3 separate regions of the Gossypium hirsutum genome follow, and regions 2 and 3 are each linked to region 1. Evidence: chromatin contacts called from public Hi-C data. All regions are on one chromosome and are shown on one strand. Each heading gives the region's core, a stretch centred on a gene start, on an enhancer-like site or on the middle of the called end of the contact. The rest is flanking DNA. Distances are from core to core; before and after follow the strand shown.

The links. A called contact is a pair of places that touch in the nucleus more often than the background predicts.
Region 2: a contact with region 1 is called in a Hi-C map of leaf, with 2.4 times the contacts expected there. The contact joins the promoter of LOC107898929 here to the enhancer-like site in region 1. A contact is called at or near these places in 10 of 34 Hi-C or Micro-C datasets (callus, hypocotyl, leaf and 1 more).
Region 3: a Hi-C map of leaf shows a contact between it and region 1, with 9 times the contacts expected there. The contact joins two enhancer-like sites. A contact is called at or near these places in 8 of 34 Hi-C or Micro-C datasets (callus, hypocotyl, leaf and 1 more).

Annotation. Positions count from the first base shown.
Region 1 is chrD04:52,436,385-52,439,784 of Gossypium_hirsutum_v2.1, reverse strand. No RefSeq gene overlaps it. Among protein-coding and RNA genes, the nearest start is that of LOC107898356, 36 kb to the left of the region's middle. Within about 2 kb of position 1,589, at least 7 of the 9 cell types and tissues checked have an H3K27ac peak or open chromatin away from gene starts, as enhancers often do. A contact at or near this core is called in hypocotyl and leaf, where this site is marked.
Region 2 is chrD04:52,354,345-52,358,013 of Gossypium_hirsutum_v2.1, reverse strand. LOC107898929 (transcription factor MYB4-like) reads left to right here and starts at 1,354. Exons shown (of 3, transcript XM_016824501.2): 1 at 1,354-1,515; 2 at 1,608-1,737; 3 at 1,820-2,707. The coding sequence starts at 1,383. The coding sequence ends at 1,994.
Region 3 is chrD04:52,336,942-52,340,811 of Gossypium_hirsutum_v2.1, reverse strand. No RefSeq gene overlaps it. Among protein-coding and RNA genes, the nearest start is that of LOC107898930, 9.9 kb to the right of the region's middle. Within about 2 kb of position 1,456, at least 9 of the 9 cell types and tissues checked have an H3K27ac peak or open chromatin away from gene starts, as enhancers often do. A contact at or near this core is called in hypocotyl and leaf, where this site is marked.

The DNA of each region.
Region 1 (3,400 bases), core at 340-2,839:
CTAGTTTCTTCACAATTAATCATCTTCTACTCTAGACCTTTTCTGCTTCCATTGTTCATTTCAGGTTATTTTGGTGATTGTTTTTAAACATGGGTTATTTTTATAAATATAAATTTTTTTGGATTATTTTGGTAAAATAGCCCCACATGTTGCTAAACATTTTAAGTAAGGATCTCTTTTGTGGTGATGAACTACTATTACATAGTAATTAATATAGGCAAAACCATGCTACATACATCATATAGAGCCTTTTAAAATAAAGTCATAGAGAGGTGCATAAATATGAAGGCGTAAAGGGAGATTTTCGACAAAGGCAACCATACTATTAGCTACTTGGTTCCCCTCCCTGTACCTATAGAATATTAGAGGAAGTAACTAGATAATTGTTGTAAGTTAGGCTCAACTAAATCTAGTTATGAGTAGTTTCCATTTATGTTATCCGTTTTTGTTATAACTTCTGTTAAGCCTCTAGTGTATAAATACATAAAGGCCCTTATATTCTAAGAGTATGATTAACAGATTACTCTTTTTCTTTTTACATTTCTAGTATGGTATCAAAGTTATTTTTTTGTTGAACATTGCTTCAATCATGGGTTCTGCAGTCTCAGCAGAATTGACAAATGGGAAGTTCTTCAAACCCCTTGCCTTTGCTTCTTAAAAAGTGGCAATTCTTATAGATGATAGTAATTTTTTGTCCTGGAAACATAATGTCTTGCTTGTAATCAGGAGTAATCGATTACACCGGTTCATTGATGGGTGAATTACTATGCCACCACGACTTATTATTGGTGATGATGGTGTTTCTGTTGAAAATCCAACGTATGTCGAGTACGAACAGTAAGATTCGACTTTATTGACATGGCTCCTTTCTAGAGTAAGTGATCTGCTACATAATCAATTGATTATCAATTTATCTTCTAAATATGAACTTTATGAGACATTGACAAGAATATTTGGCACACAATCCACAACCAAAGCCATAAGGTACATATTCTCCATCATTTCAAGGAAAATGAACTTTCTATGTCGGTGTACTTGGTCGAAATTTAACATTTGTATGATTGTTTGGTGGGTTTTGGTCAACATGTGTTTTTGGAAGAGCATCAGTCAACGATTTTTAATAGCCTTTCCTCGGAGTTTGACCATGTTGTGACAATAATCACAATGAGTTGTGGATTATTTGATCTACAAGAAATCACAATAGCGTTGTTGGATGTTGAAGCACGTCAAGAAGCCCACTTGTCTCAGGTCACATTCTCGGGAAATCTTGCTATGATGACTAAATCTTCTTCCTCCTCGTTTGTCCCTGCATATATTGCACAACCACCACCTCAATTGTTTCGGTCTAACCGAGCAACTAATTTGTTTCAAAGACGAAGGCATAGTCGATTTGGTGGTGGAATACAGTCGCAATGTTAGATTTTTGGCAAGATCGATCGCGTTACTCGTTGGTGTTTCTACAGGTATGATTCAGCCTATGATGATGATGATAATTAAAACCCTAGTTCTGGATATGTGGACATGGGCTGGTCTTCTATTGGGCCATTTACTCACTTGAGTTACAAGACTGCTTCAGCTACATGTGCTACACTGATCATGGACCGTTTAAGTGTTATCGGTATGAGCCTCATTCTCATTATACTGATTAATCCTTTTCTAGTCCATCCAAGAGTTCCTTAGCTTCTACAAGTGCTTCAAACATAATGCAAGCCGATGTTACATCAATGACAACCACTCCGCCTGTTGTTTTTGACCAGTCGTGGTACCCTGATAGTAGGGCTACGACACATATGAGTAATGACCTTACCGATTTCACTAAGTGCAGCTCGTACAATGGGTCAAGTAAGGTGGTTATAGGTAATGGCCATACTATAACTATCTCTTATGTTGGCGAATTTCTTTTATCTTTTGGTTCTAACACTTTGCTTTTTAAAGATTTGTTGTATATTCTTGTTATTCAAAAAAATCTATTATCTATTTCAAAGTTTGCAAATGATAATAGAGTGTTTTTTTGAATTCTATCTAAACTGTTCCTAAGCAAAAGACTTGGAAACACTTTGAATATTGCTTCAAGGCATTGAGTCAAACGGGCTATATCAGTTCCTACCTGCCACCACTGAGCTTGCATCAACTCCTACAAATACAGATGCGGATGAGTCATTACAAAAGTCAACTTCAGATTTCAAGTTCAACCATTGGCATCAAAGACTTGGTCACCCCTCTTTTCTATGATGTAAATCAAGTATTGAAGTCTTGCAATGTTACAATTCCCAAGAATAAGTCATTCTCTTTGTGGAATGCTTGTGAGCTTGGTCAAACTCACAAACTGCCATTTATGTCCATTAAATCAGTGTACTCTACTCTTGAGTTTATTGTTACTGAGTTGTGGGGTCTCGCCCCTTGTTACTCTTCAGGCTATCAATACTATATCTCCTTTGTGGATGCATTTTCAATTCATACTTGGATTAATTTTCTTAAGCAAAAGTTTGATGCATTACAAGCCTTCTTGTCTTTCAAAACACATGTTGACAGTCATTCTCTTTGTGTAATACTTGTGAGCCTGGTAAAAGCCACAAACTACCATTTATGTCCATTAAATCAGTGTACTCTGCTTCTCTTGAGTTCATTGTTACTGACTTGTGTGGTCTAGCCCTTGTTACTCTTCAGGCTATCAATACTATATCTCCTTTGTGGATGCATTTTCAATTCATACTTGTATTTAATTTTCTTAAGAAAAAGTTTGATGCATTACAAGCCTTATTGTCTTTCTAAACACATGTTGAACTACAGTTGTAAGCTAAGCTTAAACAACTTCAGACGAATGATGGAGGCAAATTTAGAAGCTTTGATCCATATCTGAAGAATTTTGGCACTACACATCGCCTCTCTTGTCCAAACGAGTTTGAACAAATGGACTAGTGGAACGACGTCATAAACAGATTGTGGAGACTAGTCTGGTATTACTTGCACAAGTATCTCTGCCCCTTCCTTATTGGACTGATGCTTTTTATTCTGTAGTTTACCTCATGAATTTGCTTCCTACAAAGGCATTGAGTGGGATGCCCTTTGTAGAGAGATTTTTTGGTCAACAACCTAAGTATCAGTTGCTTAGAGTTTTCGGGCATTTATTGTAACACCCTTAACCCGTCTTGGTTGTTGGGTTTGAGGTATAAAAAGCTACAGTACAAACCGGAACAATTACAGACCTTTAATGGTAAATTCGAATAAAAAATCACTATTTACCATAATATAAGTCATTTAGAACAATTTTAAACTTTTCCTGAGATTAATATGAGCTTTCGTGAGCTCTAGAGTTGTCCCAAGATCGAACAAGGACCAAATTACAAAGTTTAAAAAAATACAGAATGTCACATCATGATGCTGGACCACTTAACGCCAG
Region 2 (3,669 bases), core at 105-2,604, 82 kb after region 1:
TGTAAATTTTTTCATTCATTTTGGTACTTGCATTTAACTTGGAAAATATAAAAATTTGGAGATTTGAAAATTTAAAAAATTATATAAATTTGGTGAAGTTAGTCAAGAGTTGATTTTGATACCATTGGTCAGATCACTGCTTTTCTCAAATCAATGATTCAATATGGAACAAATTTGCAAATTCTCACGTAAAACACAGGTAATACAAGTTTGGAGACAAAGAATAGAAAGCAAGTTAAATGCAAGTTTTTGGAAAAAGCGCTGCTAAAGGACATGATCTTTAGCGGCGTTTGTGGGGAAAGCGCCGCTAAATGTCATGTTCTAGTTTTTCACATAAACATCGCAAAACTTAGCGACGTTATCTATAGCGGCCTTTTTTGCGACGCTTACCAAAACGCTGCAAACTGGTTTAGCGGCGGCACTTATAGTCCCCAAAAAAATGTCGCTAAAAACCTATTTTGCTATAGTGTAACTCGTGACATGCATGGTTGTGCTAAATTAGCACTAAATGTGACACCCCACACTCAATTTGATCGCTAGATCTAAATACGTGATATCTCATTATGTTGCCGAATCAACTCAGACTATTTCAAGTGATTTCAACAATGATAAATACATTCAATCACATTACAAAACACACACACTCAAGAACATGATTAATCTCACAAAAATTGTTTTAGAATTAAACGGGATCATAAGCGGAGTTAGGACTCGAATTCAACTCATTTGTCAAATTTCAATGTAGATAGAGGCTTTCATGTATCGAGACAGACCTTATTTTATTTTTGATATATGAATGTTTTGAGAGAAAGGATATACCATTTAATGATTTTCAAGGTTGATATTCAGAAGATAACCATATTCAGCTACGGAACAAAATAGATAGTTACATCTAAATAATGTCTAACTTTATTGAAAGCAACATTGCACTTATTGTTTGTACTTTGTACTCACAAACTGACACGGAAATATATATACCAGACTTGATCAAACAACCTACAAAATCTTCAATGGCTTTTGTTTATTGATTTATTAAAGAAACAATTTAAGATAAAAAAAAACGTAATGAATCTACTGTTGATCAAAATTAAACTGAGCTTCGTCGAAGTTTTGGTTCATCCGCTGCATACATCACGTTTCAGGAGTGGCAATCTTTCCTCGAAGGTGTCAGCTATATCGTTCTAGTATTTGACCATGAAAACGACATCCTGCTGAATTTTCCTGGATATAGACGAAAAGGGTTTTTTTATTTATTAAATGAAAATGAATATTTTATAAATACCACAACTAAAACGTGTCACACGTTTTGGTCTAAACATGGGCATAGTATATAAATTGTTGCAACTTTGAAGTTTCATAGTTTGTAAATAGAGCAGTCAAACATGGTGAGAACACCTTACTGTGATAAGAGTGGACTAAGGAAAGGAACTTGGACACCTGAGGAAGATAGGAAACTGACAGCTTATGTTACTAGATATGGGTGTTGGAATTGGCGACAACTCCCCAAGTATGCAGGTAAAGACAGCATATGGTCCATATCATAGTGAGTATAGATTGGGGATTATTGTTGAAAATGGTGATATAAGGATCGATCCTTATGTTTTCAGGACTGGCGAGGTGTGGGAAGAGTTGCAGGCTGCGATGGTTGAATTATTTAAGGCCGAATATCAAAAGAGGGAATTACAGCAAGGAAGAAGAAGAGACTATCATCAGATTACATGAGTCGCTTGGAAACAGGTACTGTTTTTTAATCCATTTGAATATATTCAAATACTGCTTTGGTCTAATGATCTAATGCTGTATAATTCACAATATGTAGGTGGTCGGCCATTGCTGCACAGTTACCTGGACGAACAGATAATGAGATAAAGAACCATTGGCATACGCATCTCAAGAAGCGCTTTATGGATAAGCAAAATGTACGAGCCCATTTTGCCCGGGCCCAGTGCCAAAACAAAAACAAAATAAAAATAAAACATAAACCAAATACATGAAATAAAGTCTAAATTGCAGCCCAAATTTCATATGGCCCAAACTACCCAAAATTAACCCTAAACCCAAAACAAACATAACCCTAGCCCAAGATTAACCCCATTTTCAGCAAACCCTAGTTTGCTTCCCCAAGCCTCCAGCTGCCGCACGCTAGGCCAACCATGGGCCACCTTGCGCACTACCACCACCACACCCCGCGCATGCCCTTCTCCTCCATGCGTCTGACACCGCCTGCAAAACGAGACACAACAACAGCAGCAACAGAGCAGTAGCGAATGGAAGAAACAATATTTTTTTTGTACTCTGCTTTGAAACATTCGGCTATAAAGCCTAAAAGGAAAATTTGTAAAAGGGGGGTTCCCTTTCTACGAATACAATAGTGGAAATATATATGAAATCAAATACAAGTAGAGACAGAAAGCAATAATAATTGTTAAAGGTGATTTTTTTAGTTTCTTTCTTTTTCTGATTTTGTTATTATTCTTTCATTTTCTTCTTGCGTGAGAGAAACATTAGGAGAGAGAGGGAGACTCACCGGAGCCACGTCGTGCTCGCGTCGACGAAGGGAGACTCACCGGAGTCACGGCGGCGGTTGGGTGAACCATTGGTGGCCTCCTCGGCTGGAAGACAAAAGGGATAGTAAGGGAGAATAAGGAATTTCATAAAACATTTTTGGGTTTCTTTTTAAAAAATAAAGGTTAAAACGTTTTTTTGACAAAAAAAAGAGGGTTTTAATGGTTAATAAAAGGAAATGGCATTGGGGGGAAGGAACAGACAGCTTTTTTGACTTGGTTCATGCGCATGATTTCTCTAAATGGATAATTTGCGCGTTTAGTCCCCTCCCTTGCACTAATGTCTAATTAAGTCATGTTTGTTTTTTTATTTCTTTTAAATTATCCCTGGGACTTGCGCATATTTTCATTTTAATTCGCGCTGAAACGACACGTTTGGGGGTCTAGTTTATTTTCAGTTTTAGTCTCAAGCGTTTATACGCGTTTTGTTTTGATCCACGATTCTATTTCAATGGTTTACTTTATTTATAAAATATCCCTTTTATTTTAATTTTATTTTAATTGAGTTTTTCCATAATTCACTTTTTCTTAAAAAAGGTTCATTTAATATTTTTTATTTTCTTTATTTATTTGTATATATGTATTTCAAATAATTTTGACAATTCCACTTCTTCTTTTGAAAAACATTATTGTTTTATTTTTATTTTTTTATTTTTTTGTATGTTATTACATTGAAATGTTCTCATATCTATGTTATTAGGCATATAATTTATGATTAACTCTATTCTATGTACATTGTTGCTTTCATATTATTTTATGTAAATATTTTTTAAATTTATTGTGTATATTTTCTTTAAAATTATTCGTATATAGCTTGGCTTTCTTTGAGGATTTTATTTTTATTGCATATTTTATTTATGTTAATTACTTTGGTCTTTGTATATACGTTATTTTCATTTATTATTTTCATATAAATATATCGTTCGTTTAGTCAATTTATTTCATTTGAAATTATGTTACATATTATTCGTTTCAATATATTTTTTAAAATAATCACCAATATATTATCCGTTTTTTTATACATATAAACTATTTTGAATTCTAATATATGCTATACCTTTGTATATTGTTCGTATGGTTTTTAAATTGTTTTGTGTTATATTGG
Region 3 (3,870 bases), core at 207-2,706, 99 kb after region 1:
TAAAAAGGAGCAACATTGGACTAGTGGAAGCTAAGGAGATATAGGATGGCAATTCGAATTGCGGATTCGATCTGAAATTTGTGGATTCGGATCAAAAGACCACATTTCGAACACACCAAAGTTATTATGAGTTCAAAGTGACGTGGTTTGGTGCTATTGGTATATTTCAATCCATGATGAATGATGTCTTTTCTTTATTCTTGTGTTCTTTTGTTTGGGCTTTTTAAGAAAAACATGTTTTGTGTTGAGAGAAAACAAATGTTTCTTTGTGTGGTATGTTAGCCACATCATTTCAGCTAATGGAGTTTCCACTAATTCTTCAAAAATAGAATCTATTAGCTAATGTACTTTTCCTAAAAATCTCAAATCTCTAAAGGGATTCCTTGATTTAACTGGTTACTATAAGAAATTCATCGAGGTTTTAGGAGCATGAATAAACCTTTGACTAATATGTTAAAGAAAGACAATTTCCTTTAGACTGAAGAAGCCATTGTTACCTTTCAATAGTTAAAGGAAGTTATGGTAATAGCTTCAGTTTTGGCATTAACTGCCTTTTCTAAGTCCTTTTCTTTGTAGACAGATGCCAATTCTATAGGTATAGGAGTTGTGCTCACATAAGAAGGGTGGCTTATAATATCTTAGGAAGGCATTAGGGCCAAGGCATTCGGACTTGTCCATCTATGAAAAGGAGTACCTATCTATACTAATGGTAGTAACAAATGGAGGCATTATCTTAAGAGAACCAATTTTGTCATCAAACAAACCATGAAGCCATAAAGCCTTTGTTGGAGCAGAAACAAACCATTGTTATTAAAAGAAAGGCTTAACCAAATTGTTGTATCTAAATTATACTGTCGAAAACAAGAAAGGAAAAAACTAATGCAATTACAAATACCTTGTCAAAGGCAATTTGAGGAGCAGGGTTTGTGCCAAATTCTGACATCTACTACTCTTGTAATAAGTGGGTTTAAGATGTTGAAGAAAGTTACAAAAGAAGACCAGAATGTGCAAGAAAAGATTATTGCCTTAGCAATTCGTCCTACAGCTCAACCTTCATTTTCTTTTGAAAATGGAATTGTAAGGTACAAATAGAAAGCATGTGTAATAACCCAAATTTGCCCGGCCCAAATCAGAAATAAATAAACAAAAAATATAAAAATAATAAAATAAACCAAGCCAAAATTAAAAGTCCAAAAAATTAATAACAGTCCAAAATAGTCCATTTACATTAGCCCAGAATATTAAACCCAAATGGCCCAATTGTACTTAGCCCCGTTTACCTAAGCCCACTAGCCTGAATATCCAATAACCCAACACCAGCCCAATGGCCCAAATCTCAACCTAGTACCTAAACTTAGACCCGATTCTGAGCCCAAAGCATAAGTAGAAACCCTAGCAGTTTCTGAAACAGCCTCAGTCGCCGCAGCAGAGCCAGGCCTCCTCCTCGCGCATGTTGCGTCTGCGCGCGTGTAGCGCCTCCGCGCCAAATCCACGTGAGCCTCCACGTCACCGCGCCTCCATACGCCCCATCCGAGCGTGTACCTGCAACAAAGGAATAGCAAAGCAGAAAACAAAGAGGCCAGCTAATAGAAAGAACAAAAAAACAGCAGAAAATAACAAAAAAAAGAGAGAAGAAGCGAAATACATTTTCTTTTGTAACTTTCATTTTATTTTTGGCGATATAAAGTCATTTTTCAGCATTTGTAAGGGGGGAACACACAGTATCAATAGAGAAAAAAGCAAAAAACTGAGTTTTGAAGGTGTTCTTTTCATCTTTTTCTGCGTTTTTTTCTTTCTTTTCTGTTTTTTTATTATGAATCTTGTGTAACAAAAAAAGAAAGAGGAAACGGAGACGACTTTCAATTTCTTTTGTGGGTTCATCGTTTATTTTTTACATTCTTATGCATGAGATAAAACACAAAGAAAGGAGGGGATATTACCTTGACATCGGCGCCGTCGAAGCTCGCGTCCTCCTCTGGTACGATCGGAGTCGAGGTGGAGAGCGACGCTTGGGAAGGCAATGAAACCCTTAATGTTTTTTTATCTTTTTCTTTTCTTTTTTTATTCTGAAATAGTCAATAGATTAGCAAATTCTCTATCTTTTATAACGCTTGTAAAACGACGCCGTTTAGAGGCGTGCAACCCGCGCGGTGACCCGACCCGGGGAGGATCCGCGCATTCTGACTTATTGGTTTATTTGCGCTGAGAGCCTTTTATGTTTTGCTTAGTTTCAATCGGATTTCTTTCCATTTTACTTAATTTGTATCGCATATTTAACCTTATTTTCATTTAAGTCCATGGTCAAACGGTGTCGTTTCTGCCATTGATTTGGATTATCTCAAAGCTTGCGTATAATTGCTGATTTGGTCCTTCATTTTTTAAAATAAAATTTTAATTTAATACTAATTTAGTTTTCTTTCTCAAAATTCAACGTTATTTTTTTTATTCTATTTTTTATATTATATTATTTAATATTCTTTATAATATTTATTTTGATAATGTTTAAGTTAACTATTATTATAGTCTAAATTATAATGAATTATTATTTTAGTTTGTTTTTTTAATATTTTCAAAACCATTATATATCAATATTTTGAATCTATTGTATATCATTTAATTTTGTTTTCTTGTTATTATTATTTTATTTTCATTTGAAACTTTGGTTTTAAAATTTATAGATTATTATTTTCAATTTCAAAAACGTTTTCTTCACATTTTATTTTGCTTTCAAAGTTTTTTTTTGGATAAATCTGTTATTATGTTCATATTTTTTTTCATTATTTTTACTATTGGCTTAATATTATTTTCAAACCTATTAATAGTATGATTTCTAAGATATGATACACTATTCTTTTAAAATTATTACCAATATGTTTTAAATTTACAATTTTTTTTTGTTTAAAATTTTTTATATATACTTTTATTTTTTCCAATTTGATACATTATTATTTATTTTATCACACTTGATATATTTTAAGAATTTGATGTGTTACTTTATATTTCTCAATAATGTATTTTAGAATATAGTTCCAAATTGTATTTTCAACATGATATCTCGTGACTATTATATCTATATCTATAATTTATATGGAATTGTTGGTGTATATAAATAAATGTAAAGTATAATAGATTTCAACTTATAAAATTTTATACGCGTTTCATACATATAAGTATCTTATTTCTTAAAGGAAGTTATTTATTTTGCTTGCTTTAGTTTAATTATTTATTATTAAATTGTTTCTAAATATCTTTTTTCAAAAATATCTTTATGAGATTGATTATTGATTTATTAGATACTTAATCATTAATGTTGATGTATTATATGTTTGGTTGTTGCATATTGTAAACTTGGTTTGTTATTCATCATCTGCTTTATATATTGCTATTCAGATTATATTGTTTGCAAAAATTGCATTTCTTTAAAGCATTACAATCGTTTTATTTCAAATTCCTAAAAAGGGCCTGGTGTTTATGAGTTCTCGAGAGAATTGTGTCCTAACTTACTGGGCTTCAATTCTTCTCAATGAATTTATATCATCAAGTATCCATTTTATTAAAACCATACAATTGTTAAAATAAAGCTCTTAAGATTACAAAATGTTGGATCCTAACTTACTGGATGTGGCATTTTGTTGTCTCAATTTTCAAAAATAAAGGCAATATTTGAGATTTAAGAATTTCGAGAAATTGAATCCTAACTCACTGGATTCTAATTTCTTGATTGACTTAAACAATCAAGTAATCTTCTTTAAACTCATGATTTTCATAAAGAAGGAACACATTTAATTTCGAAGATAGAATTGTAACACCCTAACTCACTGGGTATGATAATTTATTTCTTCGAAATAAGTGCGTCATATCATCCAAGCT